2 separate regions of the Mus musculus genome follow, and region 2 is linked to region 1. A link is a contact called in public promoter capture Hi-C data. All regions are on one chromosome and are shown on one strand. Each heading gives the region's core, a stretch centred on a gene start, on an enhancer-like site or on the middle of the called end of the contact. The rest is flanking DNA. Distances are from core to core; before and after follow the strand shown.

Region 1 (5,468 bases), core at 1,354-3,853:
GGATTACACAATCAATCCAAAGCCAGGGAGTGTGTGTGTTTGGTCAAGACTGATGCCAGCTGTGTGTCCTTAGGCTTCTTTCTATTTTCCTAGTGACCACAGCTGTAGGGAGAGGCCCTTCCGGACCCTACAGTCTGACAAGACAGTTGCCAAGATTCCAGCTTTTTGAGTGTGGGCCAGACTGGGGAGGTTGAACAGGCTCATGTAGGTTGAAAGAAATTCTGAAGTGGAGCTCACAGGCCTGTGCTCTGCCCCCTGCCCTGACCCAGGTCCACAAGCAGGCCGGAGAGAGGTTAGAGACATGGGTCAGGTTAAGAGCAATGACTGGGGCTGGAGAGATGGCTCAGCGGTTAAGAGCACTGACTGCTTTTCCAGAGGTCCTGAGTTCAATTCCCAGCAACCACATGGTGGCTCACAACCATCTGTAATGGGACCTGATGCCCTCTTCTGGTGTGTCTGAAGACAGCTACAGTGTACTCATATACATAAACCGAATAAATAAATCTTAAAAAAAAAAAAAAAGAGCAATGACTGCTCTTATGAAGACCCCAGATTTGATTCACAGCATCCACATGGTGGTTAAGAACTGTAACTCCAGCCGGGTGTGGTGATGCACGCCTTTAATCCCAGCACTCGGGAGGCAGAGGCAGGTGGATTTCTGAGTTCGAGGACAGCCTGATCTACAAAGTGAGTTCCAGGACAGCCAGGAAAGGAAAAAAAAAAAAAAGAAAAAAAAAGAACTGTAACTTCAGCTCCAGGAGATCCAACACCCTCTCTGGCCTCACACACATAGAGGTACATATATGGTGCACATAAGTGCAAGCCAAACACCTATGCAGACAACATCAAGTAAACATGTAAGGAAATGATAAGGAAGCCTCAAGGCCAGAGCAGCCTCTTCTGTAGTTCTGCAGCCGGGAGATCCACATCGAGAAGGTGTTGGGGAGCCCGATCTCCCCAAGATCCTTCTGCCTCAGTCTCCTTAGCACTGAGGTGACAGGCATGAGCCACCACACACTGACTTAAAGGGGTGCAACACATGAAACCCAGCACTCAAGAGGCAGAGGCCAGAGGATCTCTGTCAGCCTGATCTACATACAGTGAGTTCCAGATCAGCCAGAGCTACATAGTGAGACCCTGTCTCAGAAACCAACCAACCAACCAACCACAAACAAACAACCCTAACAACAATAACAACAACAACAAATTCTGTTCTAGGACTCAAGAAACGGCTCAGGGGTGAAGAACACACCCATGGAACTCAGAACTGTCTGGCACCTTCTTCTGGCCCCAGTTGGCACTAGATACGTATGTGCTACACATGAACATACAGAAATGTTCATAAAATAAAAACATCTTTAAGAAGAGGAGAGAAGCCGGGCGGTGGTGGCACACGCCTTTAATCCCAGCACTTGGGAGGCAGAGGCAGGCAGATTTCTGAGTTTGATGCCAGCCTGGTCTACAAAGTGAGTTCCAGGACAGCCAGGGCTATACAGAGAAACCCTGTCTCAAAAAAACCAAAGAAGAAGAAGAAGAAGAAGAGGAGGAGGAGGAGGAGGAGGAGGAGGAGGAGGAGGAGGAGGAGGAGGAGAGAAGTGGAGGAGGAGGAGGAAGAGGAGGAGGAGGAGGAGGAGGAGGAGGAGGAGGAGAGAAGTGGAGGAGGAGGAGGAGGAGGAGGAGAGGAGTGGAGGGAGGAGGAGAGGAGTGGAGGAGGAGGAGGAGGAGGAGGAGCAGGAGGAGGAGGAGGAGGAGGAGGAGAGAAGTGGAGGAGGTTTATCCCACCACCCAAGGCTTGGTCCAGGCTGCTAGGTTGCCTGGGGTACCATCTTTCTCTGTGTGGCATCCTCCAGTCTTAAGCATTTTAAGCAAGGTCTATGACATTTTGAGTTTGGAGAATCCAGGCAAAGTTCAAGTGGGTTTTCAGGGTGGCCACTGGTCTTTCTACTAGCCCAGGGAAGAGCCAGCAATAAGGGGAGCAGGGCCTCAACATTCCTTCTGAAACCCAGACTCTCAGACTGATACCCAGGAGCTCGCAGGCAAAAGGATAAGAGGGCTGTGGGACTTGGGAGGGGCGCAGAATCAGGCCCTCAGTGCGCTAGTGTGGCTGCCCCTGACTTCCCCCATTGACTGGTGATATGAAGCAGCTTGAGAGATCCAGGCTGTGATGATTGTTCTTTTGTAACACCCGCCCCCCAACCCATTGACCCCGTGCTAAAACCAGAATCGTCTATTTACGAGGGTGACAAGCTGCACCGCTCCTGCCCTGCCCCTACCGAGGTCGGGTAGGATTCACAAAACCACCATTTCTGGTGGTCCCTTTCTGTTCCTTAGAACTTAGGCCAGGCTGAAAAATAGTGTGCATGAAGCTTTCACTTGAGCTGCTATGCGCATGCCTGTAGGGTAGGAACAAGAGTCCAACTCTTTTGTCACTGTCCTCCCCACAGTTCCGGGTCATTTCCTGGAAGGAGGAGGACCCTCCAAACTACGGGCAGCCTACACATGGTTTGAGACCCTTTTCCTTACCCATGCTGCTGGCTGGCTGACACTCGGGTCCTGCAGGATTTGCCAGGAACGAGCAGAGGCTCAGCAGAGACCAGTGCTGGTATTAAGTGCGGACTGCACAGGCAAGGGGCAAAGGGAGGGAATTTATGCAACCAATTGGGGGAGAGGTGGAGCAAGGGGAGGGACCTGGCTGCCTTCCAGGGTAAACTATAAAGGGCAGCTAGCCAGGAAGCTGTCAAGTGGCCTGGCTGTTGAAATTACAGGGTGTGTGTGCACGCACGCACACTTGTGCACATGTGTACGTGTATATACACATGCAAAAAACATCTGAGCCATTTTTGGATGCCTGGGTCTGTATCAAGTTTGTGTGCCTGTGTAGCCTTCTCCTGTGGGTTCCTATGCATGTGCCTTTATGTTTGTGTATGCACGGGTGTGAATTTGTATGTGCTTCTGCCTGGACGTGTATATGCCTGTGTGTGCCCATGTGAGCAGGAACCGTGTGAGAGGAGTGTTTATATGTATGCATTCACATGTTCCTGTGCCTTCAAATGCTCGTTTATGTGTCTGGCCATGCCCATGGACATTTCAGGGACCTGTTTGTTCCCACTGCTGCATCGAAAGCCAGCTTTCTCTGAAGATTGTCCTCTTCTTCTAGACATTCATGCTCCAAGAAACAGTTCTGATCACCCAGACCCCTCCCCCAGGCCTTTCCACAGCAGCTGCCCACAGAGCCAAGGCTGTAATATACACCAGTAAACCATTGCTTGCTGAAGAACTCTTTGTTTTTTTTCAGTAATTTATTTATTTTTATTCACTTTGCATTGGGATTGAAGCCCCCCTCCCCCTCCTCTCCACCCAGTCCTGCCCTTATAAATCCCTCCCCCTGTTACTCCCTCCCCACCACCTTGGGTCACCCCATCCTGGGACATCTAGTCCCAACAGGATTAGACATATCCTCTCTCACTGAGGCCCATTAACAGGGCTCCTCAAAGCTAGGCTGAGGCCTGATCCTGTTAACCCCGTGCAGGGCTGCCCTTCACCTAGGAAAGTGTGGGTTTGAAGGGCTCAGCAGGAGGACTATGTAACACTCTCTCCCATGGAGCCCGGGCTGCCACTGTCCTCAGTGTGAGGTGCTTGCCCAGGGAAGGCTCCTGTCCACACACTTCAGGGAATCCAACTGTCGGTAGACACTACTTTCATCTTAGATAAAAGCTCTGAAGTGAGGTTCTCATTGAATAGGGAAATGGGTAACGTGGGCTCAAGATAACCACCAGAAGAAATCGCTCTAGGTACAGTTATGATAGAGAGAAGGCCTCTGGTGGCAGGGCTGGAGCTCACGTGACACATTTTAAGCCACGTTTTACTTCTGAAGGAAGAAGCTAGCCCAGCCTGAGAGGAGTTTCTCTGGATTAACTCACCGCATAGAGTATCAGATGTAAATGCATTTTGTGGAAGGGAAGAAAGGAAAGTGTGTGTTGCAGGGTGTGTGTGTGTGTGTGTGTGTGTGTGTGCGTGCGTGCAAAACAGGGCTCAGGGCACTGGTCACCTTCCTTCAGAAGCCTGTCAAAAAGGTCATTTCCCCATCATAAAGTTCCCCAGCCTAGGTGTGGTAGCACACTCCTGTAATCTCAGCATGGAGTCAGAGGCCAGCCTGGTCTACACAGTAAATGCCAAGCTAGACTTTCTGTGGATTCAAGGCATCAGCTTCTAAACCTGGAGTTTACAAAAGTTCACTGAAAACGATGTAAGTGAGGGCTGGAGATACATTTAGCTCAGTGTTTAAGAGCATTTGCTGCTCTTGCAGATGACATAGGTTCAGTTCCCAGCACCCAACAATGGGTGGCTCACAAGTAACACAAATTCCAGGAAATCTAATGCCCTCTTCTGGCCTCCATGGGCACATGGTGTACATCCATAAGTTCAGGCAAACACATACAGGTTAAATAAATAAATAAATAAATATATATATTTTAAATGATTTAAGGGGGTAGAGAAAATGAATCAACAAAAATGAATCTCTTGGCTTCTTCACTGTCCACAATCAGCCAGCCAGCAAAGCTGGCCCAGTGTGTGCATCTTCCCTGAGGCTGCAAAGCTGCCCTAGTGTGTATCTGCCCTGAGGCTACAAAGCTGCCCCAGTGTGTGCATCTGCCCTGAGGCTGCAAAGCTGGCCCAGTGTGTGCCTCTGCCCTGAGGCTGCTTCCTTACTTGCCCTCCTAAATCTATAAATCCAAAGGAAGCACTGGCGAGTTTTGTTTGTCCTTGAGTCTGTTTTGACAACGAGCTCATTCCTGGCCCTGCACTCTGACCTGGCTGGTCTTGGCAGTTTCTCCATAGCACTCCTAACTTCTGTCTGCTGTTTTTCTCACTGACATCTTGCTTCAGAGCTAATGAAGCTGTTTTAGGGAGTTGTCCCAATCCAGTCGAGGGAGAGAAGCCAGCTACCAACAGAATCACCCCAGGGCCTTGGGCTTCCACAGTGGGGCTGGAAGGACCTCTTCCCATTCCCAGCAGCAGCTGCTGCCAGTCCTTCTCAGGAGCCGAAGGGCTCACTCCCCAGTCTAGCATGCCCTTCTCCAGAAGCCAACCAGGCTGATGTGGTATTCACAGCGAGTGGTGGTAGCTAGGATGTCCCCAAAGCTAACCTTGTGTGCTGCCAGCCAGCCAATACCCCACCACAGCATTGGGCTCAGAGGACCAGGGGGCGGGGCCTGCATTTGTTGCTGTTGTTTCTAAGCCCAGGCCATGGCAGCTATGGAGGAGACAGAGGATCTAGCGTCTGGTTAATATTGCTTGTGAACTTCGGCCCTGGGCTCTGAGAACAGAAGTGGAGGCTCTGACACGGGACATGCCACAGGAGGTCAGGCTGCTACCTGGGCACCTTCTTACACTCACCTTCAGCCAGACTCCTTGGGCCCATTTAACAGGCTTTGAGATGGGCAAGATGGGAGGATGGTGAAAAAAAA
Region 2 (5,468 bases), core at 974-3,473, 46 kb after region 1:
TGGCTTCCTTTTTTTCTCTCTTGATTCTCATACAATTCAGGGTCCAGCCCATGAAATGGGGCCACCCATAATCAGAGTGCTAGTCTCACCTCAGTTAACCAAACCCCTTTATAAGCACATCTGTAGGCCATCCTGAACTAGACTCTCTTCCTAGGTGACTCTAGATCGTGTCAAATTGACGAGTGAAAGAGTCCATCATGACAGTATAGGGAGGTCTAGGCTGGGCTGTGTAGAGAGCCTTGTAAGTGAGTCTGTAGAAAATACCCAACATAGAATGGTGACTCAAAAACAAACAAGGGCTGGAGGGATGACTCAGTGATTAAGACCATTTGCTGCTCTTGCAAATTGCTGATTTGATTCCAGCATTTGGTGGCTTACAACCACCTGTAGCTACAATTCCAGAGGAAACAGCACCCTCTTCTGGCTTTGAAAGACACCACACACATGTCCTGAACACCTGCAGGCAAAACACCCATCATACAAAACATTTTGAGAAGCAATGATGGTAGTTACTATTATTTTAGTATATGTATGGATGCAGCATGTGAGTGGCTGGTGCCCACACTGCAATATGATGTCAGACCCTATAGAACTAGAGTTACAGATGGTTACTAGCCACCAAGTAGGTTCTGTAAATCAAATCTGGGTCCTCAGGAAGAACAGCTATCTCTCCAGCCCCAAATAAACAAATCTTTTTTTTTTTTTTAAGAGCCACAGGGACATGTTCAAATAGATGGTAAACAGGGCTGGAGAGATGGCTCAGTGGCTAAGAGCACTGACTGCTTTTCCAGAGGTCCTGAGTTCAATTCCCAGCAACCACATGGTGGCTCACAACCATCTGTAATGGGATCCGATGCCCTCTTCTGGTGTGTATGAAGACAGCTACAATGTACTCATATAATAAATAAATAAATCTTTTTTAAAAAAGGATTGTATACACTAGAGTCTCTGAAGGAAATACAAGAGAATATTAGGCAAAATTAATATTCAGACAAATAATGTCTGGATTATATAGGAAAGAGCCTCTGTGGGGAGGGGAATCCTGGCCCCTGGGCTGGAAAAGTTCAGAGTAAAGGGTGGGTTGTGCCAGGTAGGGACTGAGGGATGCTGGGAGAACCTGGAGGCTATGTCGACTTGAATATGTTAAATATGCACCTCAGCCAATTGTTCTGGGTCAGAACTTCAACATCAATATTCTCTCATATGTGGAATCTAGGTGTGTTTGTATGTGTGTATTAGGTCAGGAAAGTAGAAAGGTGCTCATAAGGAAAAGGCTCTTTAGGGACCCGGGTGAAGGATTAGAAGGTAATAGAACACGTGTCAGTGGAAGCACGAAGGGTCTTCTTAGACAGGGAGGAGGAAGCAGGAAGACAGGGAAGGCACTGAGATGGGCACCAGTGAGGGTAGAGTAAAACGACATCTAGGATGAAAAGGCTGTAATGAAACCTATTGTTTTGTATGCTATCTTGAGGGGGCAGGGGAATTCCTCCACTGCCTCTAGTTCACTGTGGATTCTTTTTTCTTTTAATACAAGATCTCTCAGTAGTTCAGGTTGTCCTGGACTCTGAGTGTAGTCCAGAATGGTCTTGTACTGGAGGCATTCCTTCTGTTCCAGCCTTCTGAATACTAAGATTTTTCTCTTTCTCCCTCTTCTCTCCCCCCCACCCCCCCTTGTTCACCACATAAGTGCCTGGTGCCCTCAGGGCTAGAAGAGGAGTTACAGGTGATTGTCAGCCACCCCGTGGGTGCTTAGATTCGAACCCCAGTGCTATAAACGTGGGCCATCTCTCCCCTTGGTTTGTATCTTTTCTACCTTTTATTGACTGTAACGGGGTAAACCACTGTATCTTATGCTTCGGCTTCTTATCTATCAAATAAGTTGATAATGCCTGCTCTATTGGCCGGCTCTGAGAAGTAAAACAGTAAGAGAGCTTGGGTCCAGTGATTCTTCAAGCCTTGTTTTTGATATTGATCCAAAAAGCACATGGTAACAGGTCCTGGTGCTTGTCCCACACGGCCTGCTCCTCCTGAATTGTCAGAATACTGGGATCTAGGCATCCCTACTGCAGTGGGATACGGGGATGCGGCCTTGTGCATTTCTGTCAGTCTTGGCGGCTACTCTGGACCAGGACTCCTCAAACGGCTTTATAAATACAGAGCCGGAGTCCTGACCCATGGAAGAGGCAGGCAGGAAGAAGAGAGGCGTGGCAAAGGACCACTTCCGTTTCCGGTGACGCTAGCGCTTTCATTTCTGTCGGCTGAGGTGACTAAGATGGAAGCGTTTTGGGAGTCACGGGCTGGCCACTGGGCCGGGGGTCCGGCTCCAGGGCAGTTTTACCGCATCCCGGCCACCCCCAGCGGCCTCATGGACCCGGCGTCGGCGCCCTGCGAGGGTCCCATCACTCGGACCCAGTGAGTCGCGCTCTCACCGCGCCGGGAATGGGCGGCGGGCCGGGATGCGGGGACCTCTGATGCGCGGGCGCCAGCAATCGGGGCTCCGGCCTCGCGCTCAGGGACCCTTTTCACGATTCAGGAACCCCATGGTGACCGGGACATCGGTACTCGGGGTGAAGTTCGACGGCGGAGTGGTGATTGCTGCAGACATGCTGGGCTCCTACGGCTCCCTGGCTCGTTTCCGCAATATCTCTCGTATTATGCGAGTCAACGACAGCACTATGCTGGGTGCCTCGGGAGACTACGCTGATTTCCAGTATTTGAAACAAGTTCTCGGCCAGATGGTGTAAGTCGCCTCCAAGTGGAGCGGACAGCCTTCCGTTTATTATTCCTGTAGGCGGGATGGAGGGACTTGAGACTTTGGGTAATTGTTGAGACATTTGTGAATGTTTGGAATACTTTTTGGTATTGGGGGGGGTGGTCTTGGATTGTAGAATTGTGTGTAGAACAGGGAGTGGGATGGGGAGCCTGACCTGTTATCATTGCTTTCTCAATTGTATTTAAGGATTGATGAAGAGCTGTTGGGAGATGGACACAGCTATAGCCCTAGAGCTATTCATTCATGGTTGACAAGAGCCATGTACAGCCGCCGCTCCAAGATGAATCCCCTGTGGAACACCATGGTCATTGGAGGCTATGCTGACGGAGAAAGGTATTTGATAACTTCCTTGACCGCCTAACCTAGCACCTATGTAGTGTCTCTTCAGTCTTTAAACAGAATGGTTCTTTACACTTCTTTTGGTATTTGTGCTTGTGTAGTACTGTGTGTGTGTTTGTGTGTGCATGCATCTTCTGCATTGTGGATTCTAGAGATCAAACTTGGGTCATCGGGCATGCTGGCAAGTGCCCTCACCACCGAGCTATCCTGCTTCCCCACCCTCAGGCACTTTGACCCCAGAGAATTTCCATCTTTTAATTCAGACCTAATGGACACAGCTAAGAAATGGAAGATTAGATCAGTTCTTTGATGTGTTTGTCCCTCTAGCTTCCTCGGTTATGTGGACATGCTTGGTGTAGCTTATGAAGCCCCTTCACTGGCCACTGGTTATGGTGCATACTTGGCTCAGGTAAGTAGTGGGCCTAGCGATGGGGAGAAGAGAAATAGAAATGAGAAGGCAATGTTAATCTCTTTCCCTTGGAATTTTGATAAGAGAGGCTGGAATCCTAACGTTGGGCAGCTGGTTTTCTTTGTCTAAGGAGAATACGTTTACATTAACTTCCAGTGACAAGAAACAGCCTTGGAATGGAAACAGTGGCAGCCCTAGGCTTCCCCACTTTTAAGAGAGTCTTAGCTGGGCATGGTGGCACATATCTGTAATATTAGTGCACAGGAGGCTGAGGCCAGGAGGACCATGCATAGCAAGACTGCATGTATGTAGGCTGCATAGCAAGACTATTTCAAACACAAAACAAAGACTCCTTGGGTTAAGTCACTTTCCAAGGCTGACAGGCAGCCTGGGGTCACCATGGTGGAGGAGACAACCAGCACCTAAGAGCTGTTTTCTCACTTCTGCGTGCATGTGCACATACCCATACAAAAGAATTCAATGTCAAACAAACAAAGCCAGCACCTAATTCTTTTGAAACAGTGGGTAGAAAACTCATCCACTTTGGTGCCTGTTTACATGGGTTAGAGTAGGTTGCCTTCTGTTAAGCCAGTCTAATTTCTCCAATGTTTTGCCCGCCTGTGTAGCCTCTGCTTCGAGAAGTTCTAGAGAAGCAGCCAGTGCTGAGTCAGACTGAGGCTCGGGAGCTTGTGGAGCGCTGCATGAGAGTGCTGTACTACAGAGATGCCCGTTCGTATAACCGGGTGAGAAATGGGCTGGAAGGTACAAATTCTGGAGCCAGGCATGGTGGCACATGCCTTTAATCCCAGTAGGGAAACAGGGGTGGGTGGGACTCTGCATTTGAGGCGAGCTTGGTTTACATAGTGAGACGCTATCATTGCACGCTTTGCCTTCTTTCAGTTTCAAATTGCCACTGTGACTGAAAAGGGTGTCGAGATAGAAGGACCGCTGTCCGCACAGACCAACTGGGACATCGCTCACATGATCAGGTGAGCAAGCTACAGTAGGGATCGGTGACACAGGGAAGCTCTTGACTTTTACAGAATGGCTCTTCTGGAGGGTTCAAGCAGAAACTCTGTGTGGGTGGTTTTGGAGGGAACCTCTCCAGGTTGGGGGCGGGGGAACTCTCCAGGTGGGTGGTCTTGGAAATGGGGAGCTCCTTCAGAAGTTGATGCCTTTATCCGCCTTCATTTTCCCTAAATGTTTCTTCTTTCTTTAGTGGCTTTGAATGAAATCCAGTTGAATGTCCAGAGTGTTGAAGCTTTGCTCTTCTAAACGTGACTGTAGCTGGCTCAAAGGCAGACTTTTGTAAAATAAATCAGTCGTTTGAAGTGTTCGCTGAGTTGGATTTTGTGTTTTGAAACAGGATTTATGTAGCCCAGGCTTGCCTGGAACGCAGAAATCTGCCTCCCAAAAGCTAGAGGTAAAAGCTTCTGGCATAGCTGGCAATTCAGTGTTTATTCTAACATGGTCACATTGAGACCTCAGCTACCAAGTACTGCTTTGTACCATGTCCGTGCTGTTTCCTTTCCTGGAGAGAACCATTTAAGTCTTAATGTGTGTGCCCAGAGGTTGTCTTTCTCAATTATTTTCCTTTTTTTTTTTTTTTTTTTGGTTTTTCAAGACAGGGTTTCTCTGTATAGTCTTGGCTGTCCTGGAACTCACTTTGTAGACCAGGCTGGCCTCAAACTCAGAAATCCGCCTGCCTCCCAAGTGCTGGGATTAAAGGCCCTGGCTTTGACATGGTTTTCATGAACCTGAGCTTATCAGTTCAGCTAGACTGACTGGCCGCCGGGCCACAGGGGTTCTGTCTCTGCTGCCCTAAGCACTGGGATTGTAAGTATGCATGCCACAGCACATGATGCTGAGTGTTGAACTCAATCAAGTTATGCCTGCAAGGGAAGCGCTTGACTGAGCCATTTCCCTAGCCCCTTCACTGAGGCTGGC

The links. Capture Hi-C pulls out chosen DNA fragments and counts their contacts.
Region 2: a promoter capture Hi-C map of adipose tissue shows a contact between it and region 1. The contact joins the promoter of Psmb4 here to the promoter of Selenbp1 in region 1. A contact is called at or near these places in 6 of 39 promoter capture datasets (embryonic stem cells, fetal liver, macrophages and 1 more), 12 of 484 Hi-C or Micro-C datasets (the G1E-ER4 cell line, the HL-1 cell line, embryonic fibroblasts and 5 more), 7 of 115 datasets of contacts at active chromatin or transcription factors (the SCID.adh cell line, embryonic stem cells, epiblast stem cells and 3 more) and 3 of 9 other capture datasets (adipose tissue, liver and pancreatic islet).

Annotation. Positions count from the first base shown.
Region 1 is chr3:94,930,218-94,935,685 of GRCm38.p6, reverse strand. It overlaps Selenbp1 (selenium binding protein 1), which reads right to left and starts at 2,603. Exons shown (of 12, transcript NM_009150.3): 1 at 2,524-2,603. The coding sequence starts at 2,527.
Region 2 is chr3:94,883,713-94,889,180 of GRCm38.p6, reverse strand. It overlaps Psmb4 (proteasome (prosome, macropain) subunit, beta type 4), which reads left to right and starts at 2,223. Exons shown (of 7, transcript NM_008945.3): 1 at 2,223-2,412; 2 at 2,534-2,740; 3 at 2,960-3,106; 4 at 3,440-3,521; 5 at 4,148-4,264; 6 at 4,422-4,510; 7 at 4,741-4,857. The coding sequence starts at 2,273. The coding sequence ends at 4,753.